Regions from separate parts of the Lactuca sativa genome. Here region 1 is linked to region 2. A link is a contact called in public Hi-C data. All regions are on one chromosome and are shown on one strand. The core of a region is the stretch at or near the end of the contact, and the rest is flanking DNA. Distances in the headings are between cores, read along the strand shown. Region 1 holds the start of LOC111920549. Region 2 holds the start of LOC111917114 (LYR motif-containing protein At3g19508).

Region 1 (3,564 bases), core at 81-2,580, 190 kb after region 2:
AATGTCAAAAATATTTTGTATATATTTAGAAGTCAATAGTAGTCCTTTTGACCTCAAAAGTCAAAGTTTAAAAAAAAAATGGTCTTGTGTGACAGGCGAGGAGGGTCCCGGATGGTCAACTACATGGAAAGCAGCTTTGTGGGCCCGGCTTCACAACAGCGAACATGCATACCGAATGGTCAAACACTTGTTTGACTTGGTTGACCCTGATCATGAAAGTGATTATGAAGGAGGGCTTTATAGTAATTTGTTCACAGCCCACCCCCCTTTCCAAATTGATGCCAATTTCGGGTAAGCACAATCTGAATTTACATTTTACACCCTTCTTTGTTCCACCCACCTTAAAGTTTATGAATATCATAAAACTTGTTTTTTTGGAATATAAGGGTAAAATGGTCATTTACTCTCATTCAGACGGTTTATTCAATCTAAAAAAGAAACAACAAATCTTATGTATACAACATTTTGTCCTGATAGACATACATCATTACCCATTTAGCGACTTTATCCATACACAGATAGGAAGTAGGAACTCATTGTTGATATCTAGTCTATGTAAAAAGACGTAAATGCCCTTGTTGGTGTTAGATTTTGTGCAGCGATAGCTGAGATGCTTGTTCAGAGCACGATGAAGGATTTGTACTTGCTTCCTGCACTTCCTAGAGACAAATGGTCAAAGGGTTCGGTCAAAGGGTTGAAAGCACGTGGGAATGTAACAGTTAGTATCTCATGGAAGGAAGGTGATCTTCATCAATTTGGTATTTGGTTATCCAAAAGCAACAAATTAGAAGGTTTAAAGAATCAGAATTGTACAAAAAGAGTGCATTATGGAGGAAGTACAATCATGGCTAAAATGACATTTGGGAAAGTATACACGTTTGATAAGAAGCTAAGATGCATAAAGACAACATCTTTGTTTTGATTCATTTAATCTTTAGTTTTTTTGAATTTGTACTCGATTACTTGGCCACGTGTAATAACATTTTGATGAGGTTTTTGTATTCTTCCTCGTATGATATGGGATGTAAGAGATTTCATTTAATTTAATAAAATAAATTACGTATTTGTCTTATAATATTGAATCATTATCTTTATGTCATTTTATATTTTTCATGTAATGACATTTTACATTTCTTAGTGGTTTTATCAAAACGACATTTTTCATTTATCAGCTAATTTTTCAAACAAAATGTCATCGAAAACCATAACTAGAGATTTTTGAAGAAAGAAAAAAAGACAAAAAATTAAAGTTAGGGTCTATATTGATAAAAAACAATACCGTAGGGATGACTTTTGTAATTTACTCAAAATATGTATTCTCTAGTCTCTACTAATTTAGGTAAGCGAAAAGGAGAAAGAGAAACCCTACGAATCGTGAAGCTAAAACCCTTGTGGCATTCGCAAGATCTCTTCGTGTGATTCTCAGAGAAATGGCATGGCGTGGTTCGATCTCCAGGACATTGATGTCCGCCACAAGAAATTCATCTTTCCGCTCTACTCCGCCGCCCCTCCCTCGCCTCCGTCCTCCTCAGGTTTCCGCTCCCCGCGTCCACTCCAGCCGCCTCCGTAACCCTAGGTATTTCCTTAACCCAATTTCTTAAATCTCGTATATCTCTTCTCTCAGTGTTGTCATTTCTCAATTCGATTTAATTTTTGTTGTAGGACCTTGGGAGAATTAGGATGTGCTCAATCTCTGATGCCGATGGTTGCCGGAGCTCGGCTGACGTCTCACCTCACTGTCAATGTGCGCGCGTTCTGCGAGCTGTCTCATGGTACCTTCTGCCGCTCTTGTCAGGATCGCTAGTAGTGAGTTTTTTGCTGTTTCTAGGACACGCATCAAACACTTATCATCATCTTCTTCTTCACTCAAATTTGCCTGAATGAAATCACTATTCCCAATTTTGAAATCAGTCTTTCTTCATTAGTTTATAGGCATATAGGTAAATTAGCTGTCTGATTCTTGCTGTTAGACTGCTTGAGTAATGTGTGTTTTCAAATTTAAATTCTTTTTAACATAAGAAACAATGGGATTGGGATTTGTTTGATTATTGGTAGGATTGAATGGAAAAGATGGGTGATTTCAAGCAATTTCAAGCATCAAAAGGCACTACAGACATACAACATTGTAGGTTTCTCATTTTTTTTGTTACCTTTTAATCTTTTCTGTAACTTCATAACACAACTTTCCAACAAAGACAGAATCTTTATAACTTATAACAGATGTTAGATCAACTTGGGAAGAAACCAATGTTTTAAGTAGCAGTTTTATTTGAAATTTGAAGTTTTGAGCCTTGTTTTTGTACAACTTTCCAAATAAGTTTGAATCTTGTTTGTGATTTTTATAAATATCTGCATTTTTTTTTATCTGGTTAACTTCAAAGAATGGTGCATTAATGCTATATGCTTTTTGGTATCTAGCATGCTTATTGAGTTTTCTTTGATTATTAGAAGTTGAAAACCATAGTTTTTTATATGATATTGAAATGCTTTTTTCAAACATAAAAACTGGTTTGGAAATTTTTCTGATGCAGGTACTTGAGTGGTGATTGGTTAAGCAAAGCTTTTTAAGAGGCATTGATAGTAAGTGGATTCATTGGATGGAGCAGTTTTTGTGTTTGGAATTGGAACATTTAATAAGATTTAGATGTTTTTACATCTTTTTTCACCCTTTGGGCAACCTAAGGATTGGTTTTTTTGAGACATTTCATGTATATTATTTTAGTTAATGTTCATTTATATTTGGATTTTTAAACCATGTTTCTTAGTTGTTTTATGTTTGCAATTGTATTGTTTATGATTGAAGGATTTGATCAAATTTATATTCATATACTCAAAGGCACTTACCACATCCATTTTCACGTGATCATGAATGAGAATGAGATTAGAGTTTGTAACCTCACGGCTAAAGTCTTGATACAACACCAATGTCCAAAGTTTTAGAAATTAAAATTAGGGTTTTCTTTTTTAGACATAATACAATATTATAAGTGAAAATTAATATTTAATGAAATATAGAATAAGAATGTATATTATATTTAAACGTGTCAACGGGTTGAAAATTCCAACCCAACATATTTACTTAAATGAATTAAACGAGTTGAACTATTTATATAAATGATTCGAAAATATCGTATCAACCCAACCCACCGATGCCAAGCTCCTTATAAGGTAGTTGGGATATAAAAAGGGTTTGAAAGAGTTTGCTCTTCCCGATAACATGACATGTATGGCCGAGTAGTGTAGGTACGTTATCTTTTTATTTTCTTTGTATTTTTCTTGCAATATTTACATTTATACATTTGTCTCATATCTATTTAATTTTTATTGCTACTTTCACTTATATCCCCATCCTATATTATTTATCATTGTGGCTTGTTCTTATATGTAGGAGGTCATCTTTAACGCAACGCAGTCTTTCCATCTTTGGGTGAATGTTGCATACATCTTACCTTCCATTTACCTCATTCATTTGTTATATAAGTTTTGATGTTCTATATTTCATCAACGCACTTGATGTTTGAATAGTGCAAATGGGATGTACCAATTGTTTTGAAGAAAATGCCA
Region 2 (3,225 bases), core at 678-3,177:
GTTAGAAGTGAAAATTTGTAGCGCAAGAATTTACGGTTGATGGCATCAACAAAAATATAGTTAAATTACAGTGATTTGATTATAAACAATGTTAAAAAAAATATTAAACCAAAGCAAAATATTTTAAAAAAAATATGATCCATATTTCACTTCCAATTACAAAAAAGGTCTATCTTAATCTTTGAAAAAAAAAATTAATTTACATATATAACCATTTTACCAATCTTAATCTCTATTAAATGCCTAGATGCTTGCACGATTCATTGACATCCATTATGTCATTTGACAAGTTTAATCTCTTAAACACATATCCTTTTCTTGGAATTATAGGGCTGTGTACTTTCCCCCACAAAAGATGTTTCAAATTGGATAACATGATATTTACAATTCAAATGAGCAAAGGTTTTTGTTTCCTCCTTTGACTTAAAGTTTTGCAAATGGATCATTTTAAACAATTATAAAACTCGTTTATAAAACATACTTTTAGTTTCCTATTATTATTTTTCAAATATCATTTGTTAACTCATTAAAAGATGTTGGCTTTTAATTATATTTGAAAGATTTTCGAGCCTTAATAGATCCTATACAAAATATAAAATAACCAACACAACCCTATATACAAAGGTAAAAACTATTATGCTTCTTTTTGTGAGTCATCACATGGAAAAACATGGTTATTCTAGGATAAAAACAACAATAAGTGACATTTCGAGTCCAACTAAAATATCCATCAATAAGTGACACTTGGATAGACGTCACACAAAGACTTCAATTATCGTGACTCTTGTTGGTTGACTCTGATCTTCAAAATTATAGTTTCCATATCCAATTTCTATATTAATTTGTATAGATACATGGGAAATAAAATTACAACATACAAGGAAATTTTTAAGCAACACATAGGTCACACAAAGGTACAACCCTCACAATCAAATAATCCAACAAATAAACATCATAAAAATGTCTTATTAAGAAAATTTGTTACCAGATCAATAAATAAAAGTATCATAACAATTAAGAAAATAATGTTGCACCACTTATTAAAAGTCTTGGAATATTATAAAGCAACATTTTCTGAAGTGTTGCAACAAACAAATGTTGCACCAAAACTGTGCAACACTTCAAAAAATTAGTGTTGAATCATAACAGTTCAACCCTTCTAAAACTAGTGTTGCATCAAAAGTGTTATAGTCGAACTTATTTTTATTTATAAAATTTGTAAGAAAATCTTGAGCGTCACTTTTAGAAGTGTTGCAACTCCAAATTTAGCCATGATGTGTTGAGACCATGTAACATGAGACTTGTCTGCAATTGATCATCTTTCTTTGAGTATCATATGTTACAGTATTATAACAAAAGACCAAATAATTATGACAGCAATTGTCTTGTAGTCAAATCCTACGTACTACGGAGTAATACATTAGAGAAAATATAGCATAATCAATCATATAACAGGAGTTTAAGAAATAGCCTCTCTGCGGCATTTTATCAAACGGTTGGTGTACAACAAAGCACATCAAGCCCCACCACATATCTCCTTCAGTTTACTCGCTGCCGCCTGATCGACTGAATACTGAAACAATTTCCAGAAACCAAAGACGTATTTAACATGATCAATGTTGTGAAAAGATCATGGGATATGAACCAAAACTGACCTTATTAAGAACCCAGAGAGAGTGATTGTAAGCGCGAAGGAAGAGCTCGTCGAGAGCTGTGTCATCGTTGGCATCCACCTCTCTATAATTGACGAAATTTTCTCGGGCGTATTTGGCGTAGTAAGGCCTGGAATCCGCCGGAAGACGTCTCACCAGCCGGAGGACTTCCCCGTAAATTCGTAGGGCTCTCTGCATCTCAGATCCGGCTGCAAGCTGTCGAACAAATGTCGGGTTTTCTTTTCGGGTACATTAGCTTGAATCGAACTTTGGCTGAACTTTGGATTGGGCCTGAACACTAATCCAAGTCCACCGTGGTAAGTTCGTTAGTAAAGAATCCATAGATACATACATGTTGATGTATGACAAGTTAACTAATAAGATTTCATTAGCACGTCATCAAATTAAACTAATAATTGTGTTAAAAAAGGAGATGAGAAAAAGACATGAATAATCATGGAAAAATAATAATCTTTAACTATTAATTATTATATACAAAAAGTAAATGAGATACCTGATATTGGATGCTACAATACCGAAGAACCATGAGAGAAATTGGGCAAAACCCATATCGATTGACCCATCTTCTGTAAGGACAAGCTTACAAACAGCCAAAAACCCTAATCATGCCCCCAAAAGAACAATGATAGGTAGTAGGAATACTACTACCTATAAAAAAAAGTTGCAATTTTTTTTATCAATTTATACAAACAATTTTGTAAAATAATGGGATATGTGATATTAGCTAAGTTAAAATTACATACAAGATTGTATAAGAGAATGTTAACCAATAGGTTTCTGCCTTTCACTTTCATCTTCTTGTTTCTATATAGCTGGATACATTGTCATCGGAGTTTCAAAATAAGCTGACTCCATAGGAAATGGTTGTTGAACTTGATGATGACCTGGTATAAACAAATGTTGTGGTTGTTGCTGAATTGGTGGGATTTGATACTACTACATCCATTGTGCTTGTTGCGGATTGATATTTTGTTGGGGCACTGCAATTGATTCAATTCCTACAATAGAAACCATATTTTTATCATTTTAAAAGCGCCTTAACACATTAATAAATAACAAAAGAATGGTGTTTTGGGCCGAAGGGTAGAACGGGAAAAGTCATAGGCTGGTTCTTGCATGACATATGGATTGTTGTTCGAGAAGTTTTTAGTCCAAGATATTTATATAATATTATAGAGCTCTTCAATACCTTTCGGTAGATATAAAGAACGTCGAAAATGGAGTTCGAACGAAGAAGTTACGACCCTTTGAAGTTAGGACAGTTTTTGGGTTAGCCGCGTACACCGGGCATACAGGGAATACGTTGGGCGTACTAGGTCATTCCTAGTACGTTGGGCGTAAGGAATCAGTGACTAAACCCTATTTTCATGGTTTTAACCCTATTTAAGCTCCTTAACTTCCTCAATTTCATTCCATTCTCTGCCTCCACCTCTCCAACACCCTCTCTTGAAACCCTAACCCTAGATTGAGCCTTGTGAGCAAAAAAAGGTTTTTTAGGTGCTTTGGAGTATTCTTGGTGCACCTTGGAGAAGAAGGAACTCATTGAAGAAGT

The links. A called contact is a pair of places that touch in the nucleus more often than the background predicts.
Region 1: a contact with region 2 is called in a Hi-C map of leaf, with 7 times the contacts expected there. The contact joins the promoter of LOC111920549 here to the promoter of LOC111917114 in region 2. A contact is called at or near these places in 2 of 4 Hi-C or Micro-C datasets (both in leaf).

What each region holds. Positions count from the first base shown.
Region 1 is chr9:204,647,991-204,651,554 of Lsat_Salinas_v11, forward strand. It overlaps LOC111920549, which reads left to right and starts at 1,331. Exons shown (of 4, transcript XR_002859925.3): 1 at 1,331-1,576; 2 at 1,663-1,806; 3 at 2,056-2,125; 4 at 2,532-2,752. It overlaps LOC111920548 (alpha-L-fucosidase 2), which reads left to right. Exons shown (of 10, transcript XM_023916128.3): 9 at 96-291; 10 at 589-1,075. The coding sequence ends at 922.
Region 2 is chr9:204,460,057-204,463,281 of Lsat_Salinas_v11, forward strand. It overlaps LOC111917114 (LYR motif-containing protein At3g19508), which reads right to left and starts at 1,928. Exons shown (of 2, transcript XM_023912773.3): 1 at 1,656-1,928; 2 at 1,302-1,573. The coding sequence starts at 1,850. The coding sequence ends at 1,517.